3 separate regions of the Mus musculus genome follow, and all the other regions are linked to region 2. A link is a contact called in public Hi-C data. All regions are on one chromosome and are shown on one strand. The core of a region is the stretch at or near the end of the contact, and the rest is flanking DNA. Distances in the headings are between cores, read along the strand shown.

Region 1 (3,598 bases), core at 642-3,141, 5.7 Mb after region 2:
CCCAGGAAACTGAGGAAGAGGGTCCAAGGAGAAAAAGGTCAAGGCTCCAGGCCACCAAGTTTCTAGAATAGAGCCATGGGCCTTTATTTAAACAAAGGTTTACAGGGTGGGGAGGATTAGAATATTTGCATAATATTCTTAGAAGGTGGGGGGAGATAAAAAGATTTGAATTTCCTCTGCTAGGTCAGTCCTAATTTCTAATGTGCCTTAGAGCAGCTGCCACATACACTGAGTCATGCTTTATTCCAGTCCAGTTTGGTGATCCTCAGTCTACAATCCAGGATGACAACACATTCCTGATCTATCTGCAAGAATGACTCTGAAAGTTAGAGTTTGAGGTTAACGCCTGCCAGTGTAGCTACATTGTATATTATCATTTTAATTTTTGCTTTTCCTTGAGGAAACTTTTCTTTTCTTTTTCTTTTTTCTTTTCTTTTCTTTTTTTTTTTTTTTTTTTTTTGAGGATGTTTCCTTCCACTGGGGGAACATTACGTGTGATAGTATGTATCCAAAGGTTAAGGCTGCAACTGTACACTAAGATATTTGTGGGGCGGTTTCCTTGTGGCCCACACTAGTTGGCCTCAAAGTTGCAACAATCCCTTCTAGCCTCATACTACATGTTGTTTCTTTTATTATGTTTATTTTTTAAATTAGGGCAGTGAATTCTAGAAACATGAAAATACTCCACCTGGGGGATCTCTCTCTCTCTCTCTCTTTGTGTGTGAAGATCTACTAAGAATGAATGAGGGAATGCTCTCTGAGACTGCTTCCCCACTCCAGAGCATCAGATGTGCCCCGGAGTCAGGGTGTGATGTGGGCTGCTCACCAGCCTTCCTCATAAACTCCAGGTCTTTATTTTACAAAAAGCTTATTTACAAAGCATTCCCTTACCGAGAAGTTCAGGAAGATGCAATGCTTCCCTAGCTGTAAAGGGAAGGTTTGACTCTTGCCTGGGGATAGGGAGGAGCCTTTCATTAGTAGGAGTAGTAACCTCTTCCCTGCTTTCTTCTTCACACCCTCCCTTTTTGTGAGGCAGGATTTCAGTTTGGCCTGGAACTCGCTATATAGATCAGGCTGGCCTCGGAATCTCGGAGACCCTCCTGCCTCGGCCACCCTAGGGCTGGGGTTAAAGGTGTGCCTTTTAGGTGAGGTACCTGTGTGCACCACCCACCAGACTGGGAGGGAGGCCGGGAGATGTGGTCAGAGCTGCTGGGATTAGACAGTTGTGAGCCGCCTTGTGGGTGCTGCAAACCGACCGCCGGCTCCTCTGGAAGAGCGGTTAGAGCCCTCAACGGCCAGCGCTACACCCCAAGAACTCAGCCTGCCTACAAGTGTCACCCCAGATTTTATTAGAAGCTCCAGGACTTAAAACCTGCGAGGATCTCGAGCCAAAGCAACGCCCGCCTCGTCTGAGCTGCCCTCCTTGGGTCATTGGGACATCGGGACAGGTAAGCAAGCCTGGCTTGCGAGTCAAGCCTCTGCCTCCGCGGTGTGGACATCGGCTCGGCGCTTCAAAAACAAAAAACAAAAAAAAACCGATTTATCGAACTTTCTGCACATGTCTGAGACCTGTCTTTTGAGTATGGCAAGCGCTCAGACGGCCAGACACTTGCTCCACTTACGGCTTCCTTCTACAGGACACCACCTCCCCCGCAAACCACACACACACACTCTCTCTCTCTCTCTCTCTCTCTCTCTCTCTCTCTCTCTCTCTCTCTCTGAGCCGATGCTTCTCCTTCTCTCTGTAGAAGTCCAGGGCTGTGAAAATCCCCACCGACTTCGGGTTTCGAGGGCTCGTCCCGCCTCCGCCCGGAGCGGGAAGGCGTGGGAAGGCCCAAAGAAACTCTGGAGGGGCGGGGCCGCCGCGGCGCGCAGGCGCGCTGCCTCCTCCGCGTGAGTGCGCGCGTTCCGGCGCGTGTCCCCGCGCGGGCTCCGTAGCGCGTGTGCAGCCTGACGCAGCCCCGCGGGCCCTCCTCCCGCTCTGCGGCGGCCGCGCGGAGTTTGGGGCGTGCGGGCGCGGAGCGGGGGGTGGCGGGGGCGAGGAGGCGGCGGCGAGAGGAGGCGGAGGAGCAGCAGGCGCCGCCATGGCCGCCGCGCTCGCCGACATGGCCGACCTGGAGGAGCTCTCCCGCCTCAGCCCGCTGTCCCCCGGCAGCCCCGGGCCCGCGGCGCGCGGCCGGGCCGAGCCGCCGGAGGAAGAGGAGGAGGAGGATGACGAGGAGGCGGAGGCAGAGGCGGTGGCCGCGCTGCTGTTGAACGGGGGAGCGGGCGGCGGCGCGGGGGGCGGCGAGGCGGAGACCATGTCGGAGCCGAGCCCCGAGAGCGCCAGCCAGGCGGGCGGGGACGAGGACGAGGACGAGGAGGACGACGAGGACGAGGGCAGCAGCAGCGGCGGCGCGGAGGAGGAGAGCAGCGCCGAGAGCCTGGTGGGCAGCAGCAGCGGCGGCTGCAGCGGCGACGAGACGCGCTCGCTGAGCCCGGGCGCGGCGAGCAGCAGCAGCGGCGATGGGGACGGGAAGGAGGGCCTGGAGGAGCCCAAGGGACCGCGGGGCGGCCCGGGCGGCCCGGGCAGCAGCGGTGGCGGTAGCAGCAGCAGTAGCGTGGTGTCGAGCGGCGGCGACGAGGGCTACGGCACCGGGGGAGGCGGGAGCAGCGCGACCTCCGGGGGCCGGCGGGGCAGCCTGGAGATGTCGTCCGACGGGGAGCCGCTGAGCCGCATGGACTCGGAGGACAGGTCAGTGCGCCGCCAAGGGGACCCTTCCCGGACCTCGACGAGGGGGACTCAGGGGACTTCTTCCTGATTCGAGGGGACTCTGCGTGGATCCCGTCTAGGGGACTCCTCCCGGACCCCACAGAGGGGACCTAGGGGACTCCTCTTGGACTCCATTGAGCTGACTTCCTTGCCCGATCCCCTCCCATCTCCTGGACCCTTTGGCCCAGCGCGGGGCGGGGGGCGGGGGGGACCCTTCTAGCAGCGATCCCTTGCTCTGTAGATTCCCGGGCTCCGCCGAGGGGACCGAGGGGACTTTCTCGCCGCAGTCCTTTCCGTTTCTTGCTTCTCCTTCCCTGCCCCGCCCGCCTGCCCACCTTGGGAACGGCTTCGCCGGAATCTCCCCTGCCCCAGACTCTGGGACCCCAGACCTGGGGACTTTCTCTCCGGGATCTCCCGCCCCCTGATTCTCAGCCCCTCCCCCCCAGATCTCAACTTGGAAATCCCGGGCGGCCGCCGCGCCCCTCTTGCCGCTGAGCGGCTTCCAACTCCTCACCATCCCCCCTCAACTCTCCTTTCCCCACCCTCCTTTCCTCGGCGCGCGGTTCTCCTTTCGGATCGAAGGACGACTCTGTCCCGGAGACAGCCCCCCCAAAATGGCCCAGACGCCCCAGCCGAGCTCCAGAGGCCCTTGATGTACACCTCGGTACACAAGGTTAGCTTCGTGCATCGGTGTTCGGGAACACTTGTCAGAACTGCAATTGACAAGTGTTTTCCAATATGGCTGGTCTCCTGGAACTCACAGAACTAACTTGTGCAGGGAGGAGACCCCCACCCCTGGCTTTGCTTTACTTTTAAAAAGAACTGCTGGTCCGTTATGTGTAATCT
Region 2 (3,593 bases), core at 688-3,187:
AAAAGCGGCCGCGCCTCTATCCGCGCAGCCGGGCTGGGTTACTTCTTAGAAACCTTTCTTCCTCACCATCGATCCTCCAGACGAAGAAAATCACTATGGAAGGCCCACGACCCTTCCCAGAGGACACCCCGCCGCTCACTGAGTTCTGGGGGACTTGCCCGAAGGGACCAATTTCCCGGAGTTCGTGGACCCTCCAGGGCAGCAGCCCGCTCCCACCCCTACCGCAGGGCTCCAATGATCCGCAGCCCCGCGGATTTCGAAAGCCTTCCCGGCTCGCTGGCGGCTAAGCGACCGTCACCAATGCGCGCCTAACTGTGGAGAACCACTGCCGCTTTCGGTGATCAGCCCTGCCCTTCACCCTGCTTGCAAAGTGCCCCCCACCTTTGCATCCTTGGCTGTCCAGAACCGCAGACCTGGGCAAGGAAGAACTGGGGGAAATAAGGATTTGGGGAGGGGGCTGTGATGGGTTAGATTGGGGGACTATGGACATTCACTAGTGGGAGGGAGCAAGCAGTCGGCCTTTCAAGCCACTGTGTGCCCACCACCCTGGCTGCACTGAGCGACCTTTCCTGGGAGCCAGAGAATTGCCTTCGCCATTACACCATCATCACCAGAAAACACGATTGCTCGTCTAGCGCTTTGAACTAAAAGGTGTTTTGTTTAGAAGTCCACTTAGGATCCCTGATCTGTTTTTCAGAGCATGGATTCTTTTTCATTTGCCATCTTTCACCTGAGCCACACCCTACTCCTGCCCCCCCCTTTCCTGGCTTTAAAAAATAATAAAATTAAAGCAAAAAAGAAACCTTGCAAACGACACTGAGGGGTAAAAAGGCCATGGATCCTACTTAGAAACCTATGGGGTCGTCTCCCTGATTTCACTCGCGTGGGGTTGTAATAGGGTGGGGTCAGCCACAGGCGGATCCCGGAGAACCGAAAGTGCACTTATTTCCACGTACACTCAAGTCTCAAGTCCCTCGGGCCTCCATCCAAGTCACAGACTTATCATGCATAAGGACTCAGCAGAGGTAGGAACCAGAAATTAGGAAATCTTAAAAAATAAAACAAAAGAAAAACCCCTTATCCATGCTTTGGGCGCGAAACCTCGACGCGCCTCTAAAAGGAACGTTAAGAAAAAGGCCGGGAGAAGGGCGCGCGGTTCGGGCGCCGGCCGGGGGATTGCATCATTTGCGGCTCCCCCTCCAGAACCCGGACTGAGAACCGCAGCCACCATCATGGCGCTCGGGTCGGGACGCGGGAAGCGCGTCCAGGCCGCGGCCAGCGAGCTTAGAAGCGTTTGCAAACTTGTTACTTGGCGGCGGAGCGCCGGTCTCTGGCCCCCTCCTTCCCTTTGTGTGCGTGTGCATGTGCGTGCGTACGTGTGTTTGCGTGTGCGCGTGTGTGATGTGTGCATATAAAGCGAGAAGTTGAAGTTTCTCCCTCTGGCCTTCCCCAAACCCCCCCTCCCTCGTCCCGAGCTGGTGGTTGTAAACTTGATTGGCATTGGCTGCGCCCACTGACCCCTGCACCGAGTCCACTGAAGATTTAAGGTGGATCTGCGAGGCTGCAGCTGCAGGCGGAGCCTCGCGCTTAACTGAGTTTTGGAAGAAAAAAAAAAAAAGCCTAAACCGTGCGCCTGCTGCGTTTTACGAATCCTTCGGTCCACAGGTCCGCGGGTCCCCGCCCAGCCCGCCGCGCTTCCCCCGCCCACCTTCCCCTGCTTCCCCATTGGCTCGCGCCTGCAGTTTGAATTTTTTTTTTTTTTTTTTTGGATGCTTGTTTTCTTGTTAAAAAAAAAAAATTACCGTACGGTAGATCATGTGATGAGACTTAGTTGGGGAGTCTGAGGTGGGGTGTTTTAGCTGGTTTGATTGCAGGTAGTAGGGAGTAGGATGGGTGGAGCTTTCTGTTCCAAAAGTTGCCCCCCCCCCGCCCCGCCCGCAAGTGCCGTTGACAGAATGCAGGCGGGAAGCTTCAGTTTGGGTAGAGATGTAGCATCAAACATTCACGGATGTCCAGGGAGCACGGGCACACAGGCTGCTGGCCAGAGGTACTAGGAAGGTACAGGCGGGAGTTCGACGAGGACGCACCTTCCCCTGTCTTGGAAAGGTAGACTTGGGGAGGGCGGGAGCGGGTAGTTATCCTAGAAATGAATATTACCCGTCATAGGAATAAACCAACCAAATACAAGGTGTGGCTATAGACTCTATATAGAGCAAAAGAGGTGTTATTTCTGGGGTTAGAGTGTCAAAATCCATCAGGACAAAGGCAGTCGGTGTCATTTTCTTCCTTTTTAACCTTAAAGGGGGGGGGGAACCTGTCTGTTTTCCAGGTTTGGTTCCCCACCCCCCCTTGTGAGGATGAGAAGGGGACATAAAGTCCCCTTTTGATTTCTGGGTCAGGAAACTCATTGGAAAGAGTTTGTTAAGATCTAGGAGGATTCAATTAGTAGAACAGGTCTAATACAAGTGATGGCTTTTATTAATTAGGATCCAACTATGTTTTTCTTTGCAGTGAAGCTTTTAAAACGTCATAATAATTAAACAGTAGTCCTAGATCAGTCTTTCTCTTTATCAGGGACATCTCATATGTATACCTTTCTTTGCCTTTGCCTTTTTTTTTTCTTCCCTTTTTCTTTCCTTAAAATAATTTCTCCTGATATCTCCTTTCAGTCTGTTTTAGCCAGAAGCCCAGCCTTAGCCTCCATTGGCCCCTGAACCAGTATGCCATGTTCTTAGTTTTTTAGCTGTCTAGTTCTGACCTTACCTCTCCCAGTCCACTAAGCTCCTTGACCCCGTCCATAAACCAACATGTTTGAGCTGCTCTCCAGGCTGTATTCATGGACTCTGTTAGAGGCTCAGTGCTTACCTCTGCCTTTCAGAGGACACATCCGATCAGAATGAGCAGTCCATGAGGAAAACCACATCCCTGGAAGGAGGAAGCTAGTCTCAGAAACAGGTCTTCATCTTGAGTGTGAGCCAAGCAGGGATTTGGATGGTCCCCGGACAGGGGTGTCATAGATAAAGATTCAGATAGCACGTGACTGTGAAAACAGGCTTGGAAACTTGGGCTTGGCATGGTGGAGCACACCTGTAATCTGAGCACTTGGGAGCTGGAGGCAGGAGGATCAGGAGTTCAAGGCCTGCTTAGGATACTGAGAGACTTTGCAGTCAGCCTGGGCTGCATATAACCCTCCCTACCTCGAATATACCAACAAGCGTACAAACAAAGGAGGTCATAAATAAAACCCCACTGGACATGGTGGTGTACAGCTTTAATCCCAGTACTCGTGAGGCAGAGGCAGATGGATCTCTATGAGTCCCAGGTCAAAAATAAATGCATTACTACTAATAATGGCTCCCCTCCCTCTTTCTCCCTCCCTCTACTTCTTGCTGGTCTTGAACTTGATGTGTCTGACGTAATCTCTTAACCAGATGGGACTGTAGGCACGTGCTACTGTATCCACCCTAACTTTTCATACTAAAGTGAAGCCTTTACATTTAGGCTCTGGAACAGCTAAATAGAAATCTATGGACATCTAGGTCTTGGGGGTGGGGAGGGGGAGGTTAAGTGTTTTCCGTGTGAGCATGACGACC
Region 3 (3,504 bases), core at 338-2,837, 5.7 Mb before region 2:
CTAGTTCATTCAGCCCATTGACCCACCTGGTGGGTAGACTATGTAGACCAACTCCCACGTGACAGTTTATTTCCATCTCCAAGGGTCATGGCTAACCACAGTTCAACTTGTCACCTAGGCAACAAAACATCCCCCCCTAACAGCACACTCCTGAGGCCTGTGCATTAATGGAGAGCATGAAAACAGATCCACCTATTTACCAACTTTCAGTCACCCAAGGAGGAGCCTGTTGATTCCACTGCTGCTGTGTTGCTAAGGTCATGGCCGTGAGAACATAAGTTAAATATACAAAGGTAGATGGAGCTGACCCCAGGCCAGGTCAGGAATTTCTGCATTTGGTCTTTCCTTCATTCCACTATTTATTATAGTTTCATTATTATCTGCTTTTTAAAAAAAATTTAAGTGAGACATATAGGTATGGGTTGCTTAGGTATCTAAAAATGAATATTGTAGACTTTATATCTATGTTTTTGACTTCATGCTCTCAAAGAAGGGATGAGATTTTAAAGGTAACTGAGACTTTTAAAAAATTTTTTATTTTTAATTTTTTTACACAACAAGACAACTTGACAGAGAAACTCAGAAAATAATTCGTTCCTCACCAACTATCTTGGCGGTGTTGGTCATAGCAAATCCCTTTATTAACTGGATCGCTCGTGCTTTCAAATAACTCTCATTCCCAAGTGCTAAGTGCTGGAGGGCTCCTTACAACTCAGATAGAAACAGACAGAAGAGACAGAAATGTGAAGGGTGATCATGCTTTTGTAAAAAGGAAGAAAAATATATAGTCATAGAATTTGAAGTGATTCATTGGAGGAGAGAGACAGAACAAAATGTAAGGAGGAGATTCCATAGGTCTCTGCAGAAGATGACATTTTAATGACAGGGTTACATTCTAATGCATCACCATATGACACTGCACATGTTCAGGTGTGTGTAATGCTGTTTTCTCTGAGCCTGGAGACCCGAATGCTGCTAACCACTGGAGGATTCATGAGGAGAACACTAATGAGGGAATACACACAGAAAGCAGGCAAATGGATAAGGAAAGAGCAAGAACGTAACTCTTTGTGTGAAAAACAGAGTTCTTCATAAAGAAAAGGATAAAACTTACTGATGATGGTGGTTATGGGAAAACTATAGAGAATAACTAGGTCAAGCCAGGCAATTTATCATTTATCATTTAAATCCACGAGTTGAGATGTTACAAATCTATTCAAAGGAAAAGTCCTTTCAAGATCATCTGAAAGTCATATAGCTCTCTCTCATACAAGTATCTTGTCTTCTCATAGCTAGAGAGGTATTTACCTATGCCCAGTTTCTCTTTTACTGATTGAAACAGAACATAACCAAGTCCTCTGATAATCTCTCCATTCTCCGCTCTATTCCACACATCAAATGTAGAGATCATTCCAGAATGTAAGAAATCACATGACTTACCCTTCTGCCCTCTCTCCAGATGTGAAGAGCTATTTTCCGTTATAGAACAGTTTTCAGAATCCATCCTTTTTAATTTTTTTCCCCTCAAGGTCCCTGGCGACTCTCAAGTGGTCCACGGAGAGATGTAGCTGGAGCTGTCTTGTTCAGTGTCTTGATCTCGGAGGATTTCAGCCTTTATACTCGATTAGGCTCCACCCCTTCCTCCTACCCTGTACTCACTCAACTCAGCCAGTTCTCTTTAATTTATGCTCCAGCGGCCTAGACACTTCACCGTGTGTTGTTGTGGTGAGCTGCGGGTTTTCCCTGCTGTCTGAAATGTGCTTTCTCACAACTGTAGCTTCAAGAGGAAGAGATAAATGGGATTTTCCCAGAATCGAAGACATCCTTCCACAAACTTTTAAAAACACAAATAACTTAGGAAATGGTATAATCTAAACAAGGAGCTAAAAGTTTGAGATTGCTGTATTTGACATGGAAAAGCACTGGAAGAGAGAGTAAAACTTTTTCATGCAATCCTTTGCATTGGTTTCTTTGTATATGTAGGCAGGTACAGGCATTTATTGAATACCCATTATGTACCAGGTGCTGTTGGTGGCCAGAAGATGTACTGTTGAGTAGGGATTTTAAAATCTCTATCTTTGTGGCTCTCTCTCTCCCTCTCTCTCAATTGGACAAGTTTTATTTAGTTAATTATGGATTTAAAACGTGTGGCATTCACTTCTTTTTTCCCCAGAGACTAGTTCTTTCAAGTGTCAGGAGTTGCTTTAGTGCAGGAAACAGAAAGCTTGTGGTCTGAAACTTCCTCGGTGTGATCTAAAACTGTTTCTCTTCAGTTATCTATTTCATCATCCCTTGCTCATTTTCTTGTCATCCTCCACTGTCAAACTTACTTTGTCTCACTGCAGAATATCTCCTTCTATTTCCCCATGTCCTTTTCAGGTGTCTGTGGCCTCGGATATTTGGAAGATGATCCCTATACACATATCTTCCCATGATATCCATCTCATTCAGATAAGTTATTGAGCACCACATAAATGCAGAAAATGTCTGTTTTGGTAAGTCAAGTGTGAGGATCTTAAAAAATTACAAGCATGATTTCTTACATTCTGGAATGATCTCTACATTTGACATATGGAATAGAGCAGAGAATGGAGAGATTGTCAAAGGACCTGGAGTAAAGTTGTCTGGTTTGCCTTTGTGAAGATATAATGCTTAGGTTGCTTGGAAGGTACCGGCACAGACAACTGAGGTGAGCCAGCAGGTGGATTTGTCTGCTTGAGACACAGACAGGTACATGCTGGTCCTAATGTGCCTTTTTGTTCTCAGTATCTTTCCTGCACAGCAGCTGGGATGAGATTAAGTATGTCATATCATCTTGTTGAGAACATTCAGCTCACCAAAGGCTTCCTAATAAAGGTTCCTTAAAATCCAAAGACCTTACAGCCAAGAAGAACCTCTACATTGGCCTCTGGGCACTTCCTCTATTACTTTCCCTCTACAACAGAGAGCTTCTTCTTATTCCATAGGAGTGCCCAGGAGCCTGCCACTGCAGGGCCTTTAGGTCTTTCGGTTGTGTCTTAGCGGTTCTTTTTCCATATGCCTATGTGCCAGGTTTTCCCATAATAAATAAGGTAATTAATTCAGTATCAAGTGAAAAGCAGGAAGGTCCAGATACTCATGAATACCAAGAAGTGCTCTTCTGACTCATGCCTGTTGGATGGGATGAGGTTTTCATAGAGTTCAGAACTGACAAAAAATAGGCAGGGAGAGTCATCATAGCCAGCCTCTGCTATAAGTTGGCTCCTAACTAAGCTCTTTAAAGGAAAAGGGCAGCTCAAGTGAGTATTTTTTAATTTATTTACCTTTATTAAACTTAATTTTTAAAAATTGTATTATATTTATGTGTGTGTGAGTCATGTATGTGTGTGCTGGTTCCCACAGAGGACAGAAGAAGGCTCCATGGAGTTAGAGTCACAAGCAATGTGAGTTTCCTTAAGCTGGGAACTGAACTCTGATCCTCTGAAAGAACAATAAGAACTCTGTACTACTGAGTCATCACCTCTC

Evidence for each region. A called contact is a pair of places that touch in the nucleus more often than the background predicts.
Region 1: a contact with region 2 is called in a Hi-C map of B cells, with 5 read pairs. The contact joins the promoter of Aebp2 here to the promoter of Lockd in region 2.
Region 3: a contact with region 2 is called in a Hi-C map of B cells, with 8 read pairs. The contact joins the promoter of Cd69 here to the promoter of Lockd in region 2. A contact is called at or near these places in 1 of 39 promoter capture datasets (pre-B cells) and 2 of 484 Hi-C or Micro-C datasets (B cells and CD4 T cells).

The regions. Positions count from the first base shown.
Region 1 is chr6:140,621,611-140,625,208 of GRCm38.p6, forward strand. It overlaps Aebp2 (AE binding protein 2), which reads left to right and starts at 1,892. Exons shown (of 8, transcript NM_001005605.2): 1 at 1,892-2,734. The coding sequence starts at 2,085.
Region 2 is chr6:134,927,155-134,930,747 of GRCm38.p6, forward strand. Lockd (lncRNA downstream of Cdkn1b) reads left to right here and starts at 1,938. Exons shown (of 2, transcript NR_037956.1): 1 at 1,938-2,131.
Region 3 is chr6:129,273,782-129,277,285 of GRCm38.p6, forward strand. Cd69 (CD69 antigen) reads right to left here and starts at 1,588. Exons shown (of 5, transcript NM_001033122.4): 1 at 1,441-1,588. The coding sequence starts at 1,504.